Linked DNA regions of Gossypium hirsutum: region 1 is linked to region 2. The links are chromatin contacts, called in public Hi-C maps. All regions are on one chromosome and are shown on one strand. The core of a region is the stretch at or near the end of the contact, and the rest is flanking DNA. Distances in the headings are between cores, read along the strand shown. Region 1 holds the start of LOC107951575 (embryogenesis-associated protein EMB8). Region 2 holds the start of LOC107951569.

Region 1 (6,736 bases), core at 1,634-4,133, 230 kb after region 2:
TAACCAATACACTATAGTTTTCATCCATGCATACTTGTTCCTTGGAGCATGGCATACAAACATAGCCAAATACATCTCACCAATTAACTACCAGTCAAAGATCTAGGTCACTGTATTAGTTCTTAATAGAGGAACTAAATGAATTTTTAAAAAATAAAACAAATTAACTAGAAATAAAGCACCGCAATGTAATGTGCCACAAACAAAAAATGCAACTAGTTTTATTTTACTCGGACTCGGAGTTCAGTGTTATATACAGGTATGGTCAACTTTTCTAATTATTTCCACATATTTGGAAGGTCATATCTCCATATCTACATTTATTGAATATCATCAGATATAGGTATTTTAAGGAGCATGAAAAGTCTGCACAACATAGGCCTAATTGATCTATCATTATAAGGTTAAATACCCAATGTTCTGTCCTTTTTAATTAAATTATTACTACCTTTAGATCAACCTCCAGAAACTTAATTGTTTAAAAAGCTCATCAGTTAAACAAAAAATCAAAGTATTTTTCGATGTCGATTGATTTCACAGACCAATAGAATATAATTATAGGAAGTTCAATGTCCATCATGCAAGATAGATTACTTAGGCAAAATTCCAACTCAAACAGACCAATTAAAAAAGAACACATTAAATACAAGTTTAGTGAGCTAAATGCAGGAGGGAAATAAAAGAAAAAGAACAGCTCACAGTAATTGAAACACCACCCAGTCCTCGGTGGTTGCTAACTACAACATTCCATCCATGTGTTGCCAATCCAAATGCAAGGTGCTTAATGTACTGCAACAAGAATTATATCAAGAAAATTGTAATTTAGTAAACCATATTCCACAACAATCTCTTTCCCATATTTAACCTATGTGTCATTAATTAGTATATGCAATTCTTTAAGTGATTAGTAAGTGGAACAGGGACGAATTAAATTGGCATCAATAGCAACAATTTTTTCTTAACCAGCCACTACATATAGGCAGTAAACTTGCAAAAGGCAAAAAAGAAGAAGCAGCAGCGCTAAATATACCTAACAAAAAGAACCAGGGGCAAAATCGATATATACAGCCATTAAAGCATATTCCATAAGCAATAAGTGAGAAACCAGCAAAGCCTAAAACAAAATCGGTTTATTAGGCCTATCTATTACTAGGCAACTGAATTTTGAGACAGGATAGACATTTGCAAGTTCTAAATTGAGATCCTCATAAGCCTGTCAGCTATCTACTACCTATCCTTCACCTCTAACTACTCATTGTACTCTTGAAGTTTCTATGGATAACTATCCAACTATCCTAGTTGGATTTTTCATTTGTCAAAGTTCAGCAAAAGTTGATACAAAGAGCAGCTAGAAACAAGAAAAGAAGAGTAGTAAACATTTAACTTACTGAAGAAGTAGAATCACTTGTTAAGCCAGGAATGACAACCACCAAAGGTGTAGTGTCATCCTTGGAGATAGTATGATTCACTTCAAAGGCACCTCTTGAAACTGTACAATTGTCAAACACGTCAAAAGTAAGAGCTTTTTACAACCCAAAGTATGAATTTTTCTAGTAGTTATTATGTCTACCATAATATCATCAAAAGTTTTGCACTTACTATCAGAACTTGTAAGCCAATCTAGAGCTATGGTTCCACCATCAGAAGCATGAAAAAGTTGTCTGAGGAAACAGAGGTCTTTGTGAGATAAAAAGCACATGGGCCAACATATATATATTCTAAATCCAACATTAAAAAGATCGGAAAAATTTTAGGACCTGCGGTAGCTGAAAGCAGGAGGATTCCCGAAGAAATTGAGAAAAGCAGTCTGAAAATGAGGACTTGATAACCACGGTGTTGCTATATACCTGCAATAATTTACCAAATCAACCCCCCCCCCCCAAAAAAAATCATGATTGAGAGTGAAAGAAAACAAATTTGTGGGTAAACTAGAAAAAGGAGGAAAAAGGGTACCTGCCATGAAGGATCTTGCACTTGGAAACCACGCCATGGTAGATATGGGAAGTGGGGTGAAAGGTCAAAGCAACCGGAGCACCTCGGAATCCACTGAAAAAGTCTTGGAAGAAATGAAATTCCAGGAAATTGTAAAGGAAAACTACCCAAATCACCATAAACGCAATTACATAATGCAAAATAGGAATCAAACAAAGGGCTCGGAATACTTCTTTATATGCATTGAGGGATGATTCATCCCATGAAATCGACCAATCCATTTGATTAAAATTTGGAGAAAACATGAATGGTTAAATCAAAAAAAAAAACTTGAAATTGGGGAAGAAGCAGTACATACAGAAATTGGAAAAAAAAAGTTGCCTTTCTTTTTTAATGGTTTTCCAGAATTAATGGAGAGAGGGAAAGTAGGAGAAAATTATGGTGAAAATTTCTTTGGGGGTTTGATTTTCTGTTTGGGTGAAGAAAAAAAATGATGACAGTTGAGATTTTGGTGAGTGAATTTATGTCAAAAAAAAAAACTATGGCTCTATCATCAATCATACCGCAACTAATGAACATCTGACAAATGTTTCAGCTTTTGTATCAGAGAAACCAGGTAAAAATCGTTCAACACAATGCTTGGTATAAATAAAATATAATGAGTAGAACCATATCAACAATGCTGATATAGCAGCCAACCTCAAATTATAATAGAAATAAGTTGCTTACCAGGATCAGAGTGAGATTTCCGTTTGGCTATAAGTAACAGCCGGGCCCTTCCACCATTGGTGTTTAGGGTGGCCATCAAGATGTCCCCATGGAACTAACTTTGATGGTCATAGTTGGCAGCCTTTTTTTTTTGAAAAACAAACAAACAAAGATTAAGTTATATTGATCAAAATCACCCTAATTTTATATTGATTTAGAACTTTTACGGTATTATCCATACTTCATCATAAACTAGTAGGCATGTGCTCTTATCTAAAGCTTAATTTAATCAAATAGTCGGCAACTCTAGTATCTACTTTGAGAATATGTCAAATCAGTAAAAAATTATTCATAAGGCTTGAACTACCTTTAAATTGTCAATATGAATCATAGCTCTATTAAATCCATTACTAAGTGAAGTAAGCATGCCATCCAAAATACTTTAAAGTTCGGCCTCAAAGACCATGCATTTCTCGAGATATGGGTTATATCCCAAGATCAATTTTTTATTCTGATCTTGCAACACTCCACCAGTAGACGCTGGTCTATACCCTCTATCCATTGCACCATTAATGAATAAGTGCACCCAATTCCCTGATAAGGAAGTTTGAGTATTAGAGTCATGAACATTTAACTTTACCTCATTATGGTTCAACTCATACTGTTGTGCCCAAGTAAAAGACTCTAACAATCTCAAGGGCATTGCAAGTTATGCCTTGAAAAATAAAAAGATTCATATTCTTCCAAATATGCCAAGCAATTATCCCAAAAAGACAAGACCAAGTTGTCCCTCCTTTAGGTAATCTCGTGGAATAACAAAGATTGGAAGTTAACCAATTCTGTAAGTCCTCAGAAAAGAACATATTATGTTGGTCAAGTGGGACAACTTGCATCCACAACTCTTTTATTGTCGAGCAATCTCGTAACACATGCAAAATATTCTCTGTTTCATGATTGCGAAGTGAGCAAGAACTATTGTGCCCAACTCCCCGTCGAACACGCTCCATGTTAGTAACCAACCTTTGCTTGAAAACAATCCAAAGAAAAATTAATTCCTAGATAGTATTATGATTATGTCGTAAAGAAAAAAAAACGAGTGAGGCTGATAATGTTTGGAAACAACAAGAAATGATCTACTTCAAAAGGCAAGAATCAGAATTGTTATGTGAATGATTCGTGCATTATGTTTCATGAATTATGAAGCAATGGCAGCTACGACTCTCATTGTATTTACATGCTCTTTTTTTCCTTTCGTATTTCAATTAATAGTTTTTTTTGTTTGTTTTCTTCTGTTACACATATGTACACACTCGCACTTACTTTTTCTTTTTGTTGCGAACATGTAAAAGTGTAAAACCCCTTTATAGCTCTCACGCGTGCGTGTATACTTTGCCTTACTTACACTTCCCTCCACCCTCTTTATTTTTCATTATGGTTCATTTTATTCTACGAACAAAAATTAATTTCCAAATGATATTATGATTATAGTGTAAATAAAAACAAAACATGGGTGAAATTGATACTATTTGGAAACAATAAGAAGTGATCTACTACAGAAGGCAAGAATTAGAACTATTATGTGCATGAATCGTGCATTATTAGTGCATTATGTTTCATGCATTATAAAGCAGTGATAGTTACGGCTCTCACTGTACTTGCACTTACATGCTTTTTTTTCCTTTCGTATTTCAATTAATAGTTTTATCATTTATTTTCTTCTATTACACATACATACACATGCGCAGTTACATTTTCATTGTACCGCGAATTTGTAAAAGTGTAAAACCTTGATGATGATGATGATCATGAAGCAGCGGTAGCTACAACTCTCACTGTACTTACACTTACACGCTTTTTTTTTCCTTCCGTATTTCAATTGATGATTTTTTTGTTTGTTTTCTTCTGTTACACAAACATACACACTACATTTATTTTTTTATTTTAGTTGCGAACATTTAAAGTGTAAAACCCCCTAATCGCTCCCATGCACGCATATATACTCTGCCTTACTTAATTCCCAAATAGTATTATGATAATGCCATAAAGAAAAACAAAGCATTGGTGAGGCTAATACTATTTGGAAACAGCAAGAAATGATCTACTTCAAAAGGCAATAATCAGAACTGTTATGTACATTATTCATGAATGATTCGTGTATTGTTAAGCAGCGACAACTATGACTCTCACTGTAATTACACGCTTTTCTTTCTTTTCGTATTTTAATTAATGGTTTTGTCATTTTTTTCTTCTATTATGCATACGTACACACTTGCACCTACTTTTTCTTTTTGCCGCGAACGTGTAAAAGTGTAAAATCCCCTTATGGCTCACACGCATGCGCATATATTTTGCCTTACTTACACTTCCCCTTGCCCTCTTTATTTTTCGTTATGGTTCAGTTTTATTCGACGAAAAAAAATTAATTTCCAAATAGTATTATGATTATGGCGTAAAGAAAAACAAAGCATGGGTGGGGTTGATATTGTTTGAAAAGAATATGAAATAATCTACTTCAAAAGGCAAGAGTCAGAACTGTTATGTCATAATTTGTACATGATTTATGCATCATGTTTCGTGCATTATGAAGCAGTGACAGCTACAACTCTAACTATAGTTACACTTACATGTTTTTTTTCCTTCTGTAATTCAATGAATGGTTTTGTCGTTTGCTTTCTTTTGTTACACATACGTACACACTTGCACGTATATTCTGCCTCACTTACCCTTCCCCTCACCCCCTTTATTTTTCCTTATGGTCCAATTTTATTCTACAATAAAAAAATAATTTCGAAATAGTTGTATAATTATGGCGTAAAGAAAAATAAAGCATGAGTGAGGCTAATACTGTTTAGAAACAGCAAGAAATGATCTACTTCAAAAGGTAAGAATCAGAATTGTTATGTATTTATAATCCCCAACCCAAAACCCAAATGTGGTATGGACCACCTACTCGCGACCCAACCGGGCCCTACCAATGGTATTCGAGCCTGGCACTTATTGCCTCTCTCTTTCTCTTTCTCTCTGTGTATGTGTGTTTGTGTGCATGATTTGTACATTATGTTTTGTGTATTAATGATTTTTGCATTATCCGTGCATTATGAAGTAGTGGCAATTACGACTCTAACTGTACTTAAACTTACACGATTTTTTCCTTCCTTATTTCAATTAATGGTTTTTCCGTTTGTTTTCTTCTGTTACACATACATACACGTGCACTTACTATTTCTTTTTGCCACAAACATGTAAAAGTGTAAAAACTCGATGATTATGATGATGATGATGATCATGATCATGAAGCAGCGGCAACTACGACTCTTACTGTACTTACACTTATATGTTTTTTTTCCTTTCTTATTTCAATTAATGGTTTTTTCATTTGTGTTCTTTTGTTACATATATGTACACATTCGCATTTACTTTTTCATTTTACCATGAACATGTAAAAGTGTGGAAATTCGATGATAATGATGATGATTATGAAGCAGCGACAGCTACGACTCTCACTTTGCTTACACTTACACACTTTTTTTTCCTTTTGTATTTCAATTAATGGTTTTGTCGTTTCTTTTCTTCTGTGACACATAAGTAAACACTCACACTTACTTTTTCTTTTATCCGTGAACATGTAAAAGTATAAAACCCCTTTATGACTCACATGTGCACGCGTATACTCTATCTTACTTACCTTTCCCCCTACCCCATTTATTTTTCGTTATTGTTTAGTTTTATTCTATGAACCGAAATTAATTTCTAAATAGTATTATAATTATGGCGTAAAGAAAAACAAAGCATTGGAGAGGTTGATATTGTTTGGAAGTGGCAGGAAATGATCTACTTCAAAAGGCAAGCATTAAAACTGTTATGTGCATGATTTGTGAATGATTCATGTATTATGATGCATCAAGAGCAACTTTCACTTTACTTACACTTATACACATTTTTTTCCTTATGTATTCAAATTAGTGGTTTTTCTTTTGTTTTCTTCTATTACACATACATATACACTTGCACTTATTTTTTCTTTTTACCGTGAACATGTAAAACTATAAAACCCCCTTATGGCTCCCACATGCATACGTATACTCTGCCTTACTTA
Region 2 (6,316 bases), core at 3,786-6,285:
AGACATATTTTAAATGTATTAATTACTAAAAATAAAAGTTTGTAGATGGTCATATAATATGAATAGTTTTAAATGATTTTAAAAAATAATTATAAGCTAAAAGACATTTTTTAGTATACATTATAAAGGTCAGATTAGAAGTAGTTTTAACTAGAAATAAAATAAATCATATGCAATATGTATGGTTAATTTTTCTAGTCAAGGTAGAATAGCGGAAAACATTAACTGATATCACAAAATCACTATTTTGGTATAAATTATTCAATGGAAATGTGAGCGTAATAATTATGTATTTGAAATTTAAGATCATATTGTGCATGTTTATGAAGGTGCACGTGATATATATATAATTTGGGTATGGTCTATAGTCTTTTGGCTTTGTAATTTTGAGATACAATGAAATATGAAATATATTTTGGAAGCCATAAATTAATGATCTCATGAGTATGAAAATAGAAATATGAAGCTATTTAACTCATTTCGGTGATGGGTTTAATTTTGATAATAGTCTCAGAAAAAAAAAAAACTAGTAATGTCAATGATGAAGGATGTATAATGAGTGTTATTATAGTCAAATGATAGGACGGATGATGTCGTCTAATATGAACATGTTATAAAAACATATGACATATCATTGGTTTGAAGAGAAAATGTGAAGTTATTTAAGTATGCATACAATAAATTTTAAAGTCATATATTAATTATGAAAAGAATATATAAAAATAACAAATATGTGGTTTTATTTCACCAAAAGATTTGAGGCCTCTTTACAATAATTTACTTAGTGAAAAAACATGATAATAACAATAAAATAATCACTTTTTTAAGTATCGTTACTTGAGCCTTGAGATATTATTACCTCAAAACCAAATATCAATACTTAACCATTCCAAAACCTTAATTAGTTGTCGATTTGAAATGTACCAAAACCCAACTTGGGTACTCAAACCTCGCTACAACCTCTAAGTCACTCTAAACACAAGTCTTATACCTTTCTTCCAAGACACCTTAAATCAATTGCTCATCTTTCATAAGATGTAATTCAACTAGAAAGACACTCATTTAACAACATGGATCATAAGTTAAAAGATATCCAACAACTAAACTTAAACACATCAATCTAACCAACGTTATAGGTTCTCTTAAGCCAAAGCTCACCAAAACTATAAGAAGCATAAGAGCCTTAACTATAAGGCAATATACACACTCTTTACAAAGTTAGAAGTATTTAAGATATAATAGTTCTTTTTAGAAGCAAAGATACAATAGCTAAGTACATCAACTTGGGACAGTTAGTGCATAACCAAAAGTAGTATATACAAGAGGCTCGAGAGTGACTTTACAAGCAAAAGATCCATGGCCGCCTTCACCATCAATCTACAACCTATGTGAGGAAAAACAAAGTTCCAGGCAAATTGAATTACTTAGTGGTGCTCTAAACTAAAAATTCAATTTACCAAATTAATATCTTTAGAAAGAGTATTTAGTCACATAGCCATTCTTATTATCAATTCACTCATTCTATTACATACAAATTTAGACTAAATTATTCCACTTGTCATTCATTAAGCCATCTTTCATAAGTACCATATTTAATAAGTTATTAGCCTTTAGAATCGAATTTTAATTAATATTATGGCACATAATATCGACTATATTACAAATTGATCCATTGCCAAAACTTATCGATTTAACCTTCCACAAGTATCGGCATCTTGCCAAGTTTTCAACCACTAATATATTAATTCTTTTTTCTTATTACCAAGATAAGATAGAGTCCTCTTTTTAGCCATTGAATTAAATTTTCTTAAAGATTGTTATCCATCGGTTTCATTTCTCAAATTTGCTATTGTTTTTCTCTCTCTCATCTCACCCAAAATAGTCAAACAAAACCAAAATGATTTCTTTGCTTAGGCCCCCTCACTACACCGATTGTCTCTTGCAGGGAGAAAGAAATTTGGGCTTCCATTGCTTAAGACACCTAGAACAAACACTTACAATGCCAATTTCTCATTCTATATAACTTTGTTGAATTTGTTATTCATATGGTTAAAGAGCCACTTTGTCACCGTTCACCAACCTTGGAAAAGAAATGGTCAAATTGCTATTCTTTGCCAAGCTCAAGTCCCTTAACTAAAAGGTGCAATTATTCTTCAAGTCCTTAGCTCATAACAATCATATAATACACATCCTCCAACTCTAAGGTTTAATTTCCTTACAAGGCCTTCTACTTTGAGCAATTAAAATGTTAGATAATTGTCCCTACGGGTCCTCTACTTATTTAAACACGATTCTTCCATACTTTTACACCAGATATACCCCATCATACTCTGTTTTGATCAGATTAAGAAATGATACTTATAGGGAATTTAGTAAATAGAATTCCATACTTTTACGATCACTTGTACCCAAACATAAGATTAGGGTAATAGATATCAAGAGGCAAAAGGTAGCTTAGACTACATTCAATTATTGAAGAATCACATGAAGCTTAAAAATTAACACCACCACATCTATATGCTCCCTTCGTATGAAAAATATATATATTCAATTTTAAGAAGGCTAGAACCTCACCCAGCATCGAGTACATTGCGCGATACAATCTCCCTTACAATCCACATTGTAACCCAACACTTTGGGATTCCTAAGAAGAAGATTTTTAAGAGATTTACCTTTTATTCCCCAATCCTTTTCCAGTATCTGTACATTTGTTCTCAACTCGTGTTCGATATCACATCCAAGAACTTCAGGAAATTTCTTCAGCAATTTGCGCAGATCATCGTCTGACAGACCTAGGCTTCTCAGGTATTCTAATATTTCATTAACAATTTCGAACCTCGGTTCTTCCTTCTTGCGTTCTTCACCCCAATACGGGGAGTGGACGTGCCCAAATGCCTTTCCAAGTATCTTGTCTTCCTCCTCATCGGTGAAACCAAATGCCGACAACGCTTGCCTGCATGCTTCCCATGTCTTTCCCTCTGTGTTTACATTTATTGCCCATTTATGAGGAGAAAAATGGGAGCTACCAACTCTCCCTATCACTGTCTGTGGGAGCCTACTCGAGAGGGTTACGCTGAATGGTACAATATTTGCTGCAGATGTTGCAACATCAGGCTGCATCAAGAATTCATGGAAATAAACAAAACCAAGATTTGAATTAAACTTCCAAATGTTGTATACCTATTAGGTTATATGTACAAATCACACATACAAAACTTCACATTGTTCTAATTATCAAAATGAATTAGCTATTGTGTCATCTCTTAATTCTAACTTGATCTTATTTTCATCTTTGTTTCGAATGGTGGCAAATCGAGCAACCTAAACAACTCTTCTTACTGGGATAGTGGACCTTTTATCATTTTAAAGAGATTAAAGCATCGATATATTGTTTCTATCACATGCTATTGACATATAAGTTATTGTTGCTACTTAAGAAACACCACTAACATGGAAACCTGAATAAAGCAGAACAGATTTTTCATAAGTTTTATAATGTACTCTTTGCCTAGAGGGCCAACAATAATAAAAATGAAAAGCATCCATGATACACTATGTCTCATACTTCTAGGATGAGATGTGAGATTGATGAAACTTACAACACAGAAACAAGAAGTCGCAGAATCCAATGTCATCAAAGACGAAGCTAACGATTTTCCCAGCATCCCTGCACTATCAGAGAAATGAGAACTACTATGAAACAAAATAGCCAACAAAGTCGGAACTATTTAGAGAGAAGGGTCATACTCAAAATCATACCAATACTGCTAAATTATGCACAAGAATGTCACGAGATATGCAATTAGCACTATGATATCTTACATATTATATCCAATTAGGTTCAGAAAAACCCAGCGAACTCAAAACAGCTAGATCTCCATTTAACTAAAACCACAAAATACCTCAAGTGATATAAAGTCGTTGTACATTCAGATTATGTATTTAGTAATCTAATTTTTCTGGCTACATCATATTAAGTTTCATAGAGTTCAATTTAGGCTGCCTTAAAACCACTAGGTTTAGAAGTACAGCAGGAAGGAAGAACAAGCAATTGAATACACTACTTTGACTGTATAGTAACTAAAATTATCCTACTGATAGAACTTTTTGTTATAAGTTAGCATCCAGGGATTCTTTCATGTTAAATTGTACTAAAGAACAACTGAAATAGACAGTCCACCAGAAAAAGGTCAAAATTCCAAACTGCTAGGTAAGCCATGGAAGATACTTCAATTCATTTTGAAGCACTTTAAGCAATAGAATTTCCATTGTATTCTTTAACAAGAAGCTCCATGATAATTAGGAACGAAAATCACTCTAAGAACTTAGTATTTAGAAGGCATTGGTTTAGAAATGATAACCAGTATGGAAGACAATCCCACAATTTTTCACCGTTGTTTTGAAAATTGCAGCTGGAAAGCATATAAATCCAATATTTAGGAGCCCCCACATGCACCCTTATGTAAACCTCCTTACAAACAAATAAATTGGCCCTTGGAGGATTGATTACCTAAAAATGCAACAATAATAAGGGTTAAAATGCCTATTATTTGAAACCCTTTACTTTGATTATCAATCTCTTGAACCTGGAATGTGAAATTAAGCAAACCCCAAACCCTATCCTAATACAAGATTGGGAATTTTAGTGTTTTTTTTTTTAACAAAAAAACATGGATGAGAATAGGAAAATTACCTGAAGGAGAGAGTGTTGAAGGTGTTGAATGGAGAAGAAATGAGGTTTGGTTAGGTCAGAAAGGAAGGGTAAGGGAAGACCCCACCCCAAACATGAGAACCACAGATCCATTCCTAGGTGACTGCTTTGCCTTGTAAATATCCTTTGATGATAGCCAGTAGCCAACTCCTCAAGTCAAGTGGCTGACTTTTGGATTCCCTTTGTTTACAAGTAGCTGTTTGTGTGATATCTTGGGCTTGCACTGATAAGCAAGGCCTAACCATCTTGTAAATTACAGGCGTATAAATATAGATTTTTGAAGAAACATGGTTCATACGTTTTCTTTTTATTTCTTTGTTCTTTTTATCTTTATTTCATAACATAGCACAACTGTGAAAGCATTAAATCTCAACTAGCTTTTAAGTATTGTGTATGGTGGGAAGGATTATGAAGCAAATCAAATGCAGTACAAAAGTCGCACTATACACCACCATTTAACGTGAAGGATCAGTTCCTTATCAATCATCAATAATTATTGGTGCTATGGTGTAAAGACTTAACGTATTTTTGACAATCTATGTCCACCGTAGCTCTAATTTAATAATAATAATAATAAAGCTTTGATAAATATTTTTATTATATATATTTGAGTCCAAGTTAATCTCATAGCCTTACATTAATTTTGTTTTAATTTACACATCTAATTTTTATATTAAATTTGCTTGAGTATTATCTACATATTATTGTAACCTCTTTCTAGTGACTTCCAATTAATTTGCTTTGATTATTTAAATAGATTTAGTAATAGTAATTAATTTAAAATTGGTTTCTTTGTATGTTGAAAATTTTATTTTTTATATTGTAAATAATAAGTAAATATTTTGTTCAACTAGTTAATTTGTTTCTATTTCGCTGAAACCTTAACCATATTTGTAGAATCAATTTAGCATGTTATATTATTTTGATTTAATGACAAATTTGGTCATTAACGTTTATACGTTTTATCAAAATGGTTCTAATTTTATTTTTGAGCTTTTTTTGGCCTTTTAACTTTTGTACTTTTTTTTTGACAAAATATATAAACGTTAGTAGTCAAATTTATTATTAAATCTATTATTTTTAAAAATACATCATTGCATATATTAAACAATGAATAATTTTAAGTATTGCATAAAAAAGAATAAATATAATAAATTAATGTTAAAAAAAATATTTTTGTTATTGTTATCAAATTCAAAGTATAAATGTATTAATTATTCTTTTATTATATTTACATTGATCTACTTATCTTTAAGCATACATATATGTTATTTATGTACTCCTCTGGTAGTAAAATCAAATTGATTTCATGCTTATTTATGATGGAGTAAAGCTATTAATGAAATTTTATTTGTCATAATAGAAATGTTATATTCCTTACATGCAACAACATATTATAATCATCAAAAGAAGTGTCAAAATAATTTTTCTCGCCACTATAAGTGGAAAAATATAAATAAGAGAAGAACAATAATTTTTAACTTATGTTATTGATGCGGTATGAAAGACTATTTGGTTACATATTTGTCGTACACCTAAGCATTAAGTATGAATTGTATCATTTTTGTGGATTCTGACACTAATTAATTAATTAATGGATTTCAA

Evidence for each region. A called contact is a pair of places that touch in the nucleus more often than the background predicts.
Region 1: a contact with region 2 is called in a Hi-C map of leaf, with 2.2 times the contacts expected there. The contact joins the promoter of LOC107951575 here to the promoter of LOC107951569 in region 2. A contact is called at or near these places in 4 of 34 Hi-C or Micro-C datasets (all in leaf).

The regions. Positions count from the first base shown.
Region 1 is chrA02:10,079,058-10,085,793 of Gossypium_hirsutum_v2.1, forward strand. LOC107951575 (embryogenesis-associated protein EMB8) reads right to left here and starts at 2,884. Exons shown (of 15, transcript XM_016886670.2): 1 at 2,662-2,884; 2 at 1,954-2,056; 3 at 1,758-1,847; 4 at 1,600-1,661; 5 at 1,389-1,489; 6 at 700-789. The coding sequence starts at 2,737.
Region 2 is chrA02:9,850,954-9,857,269 of Gossypium_hirsutum_v2.1, forward strand. It overlaps LOC107951569, which reads right to left and starts at 5,036. Exons shown (of 4, transcript XM_016886661.2): 1 at 4,694-5,036; 2 at 4,362-4,510; 3 at 3,600-3,672; 4 at 2,436-3,114. The coding sequence starts at 4,804. The coding sequence ends at 2,563.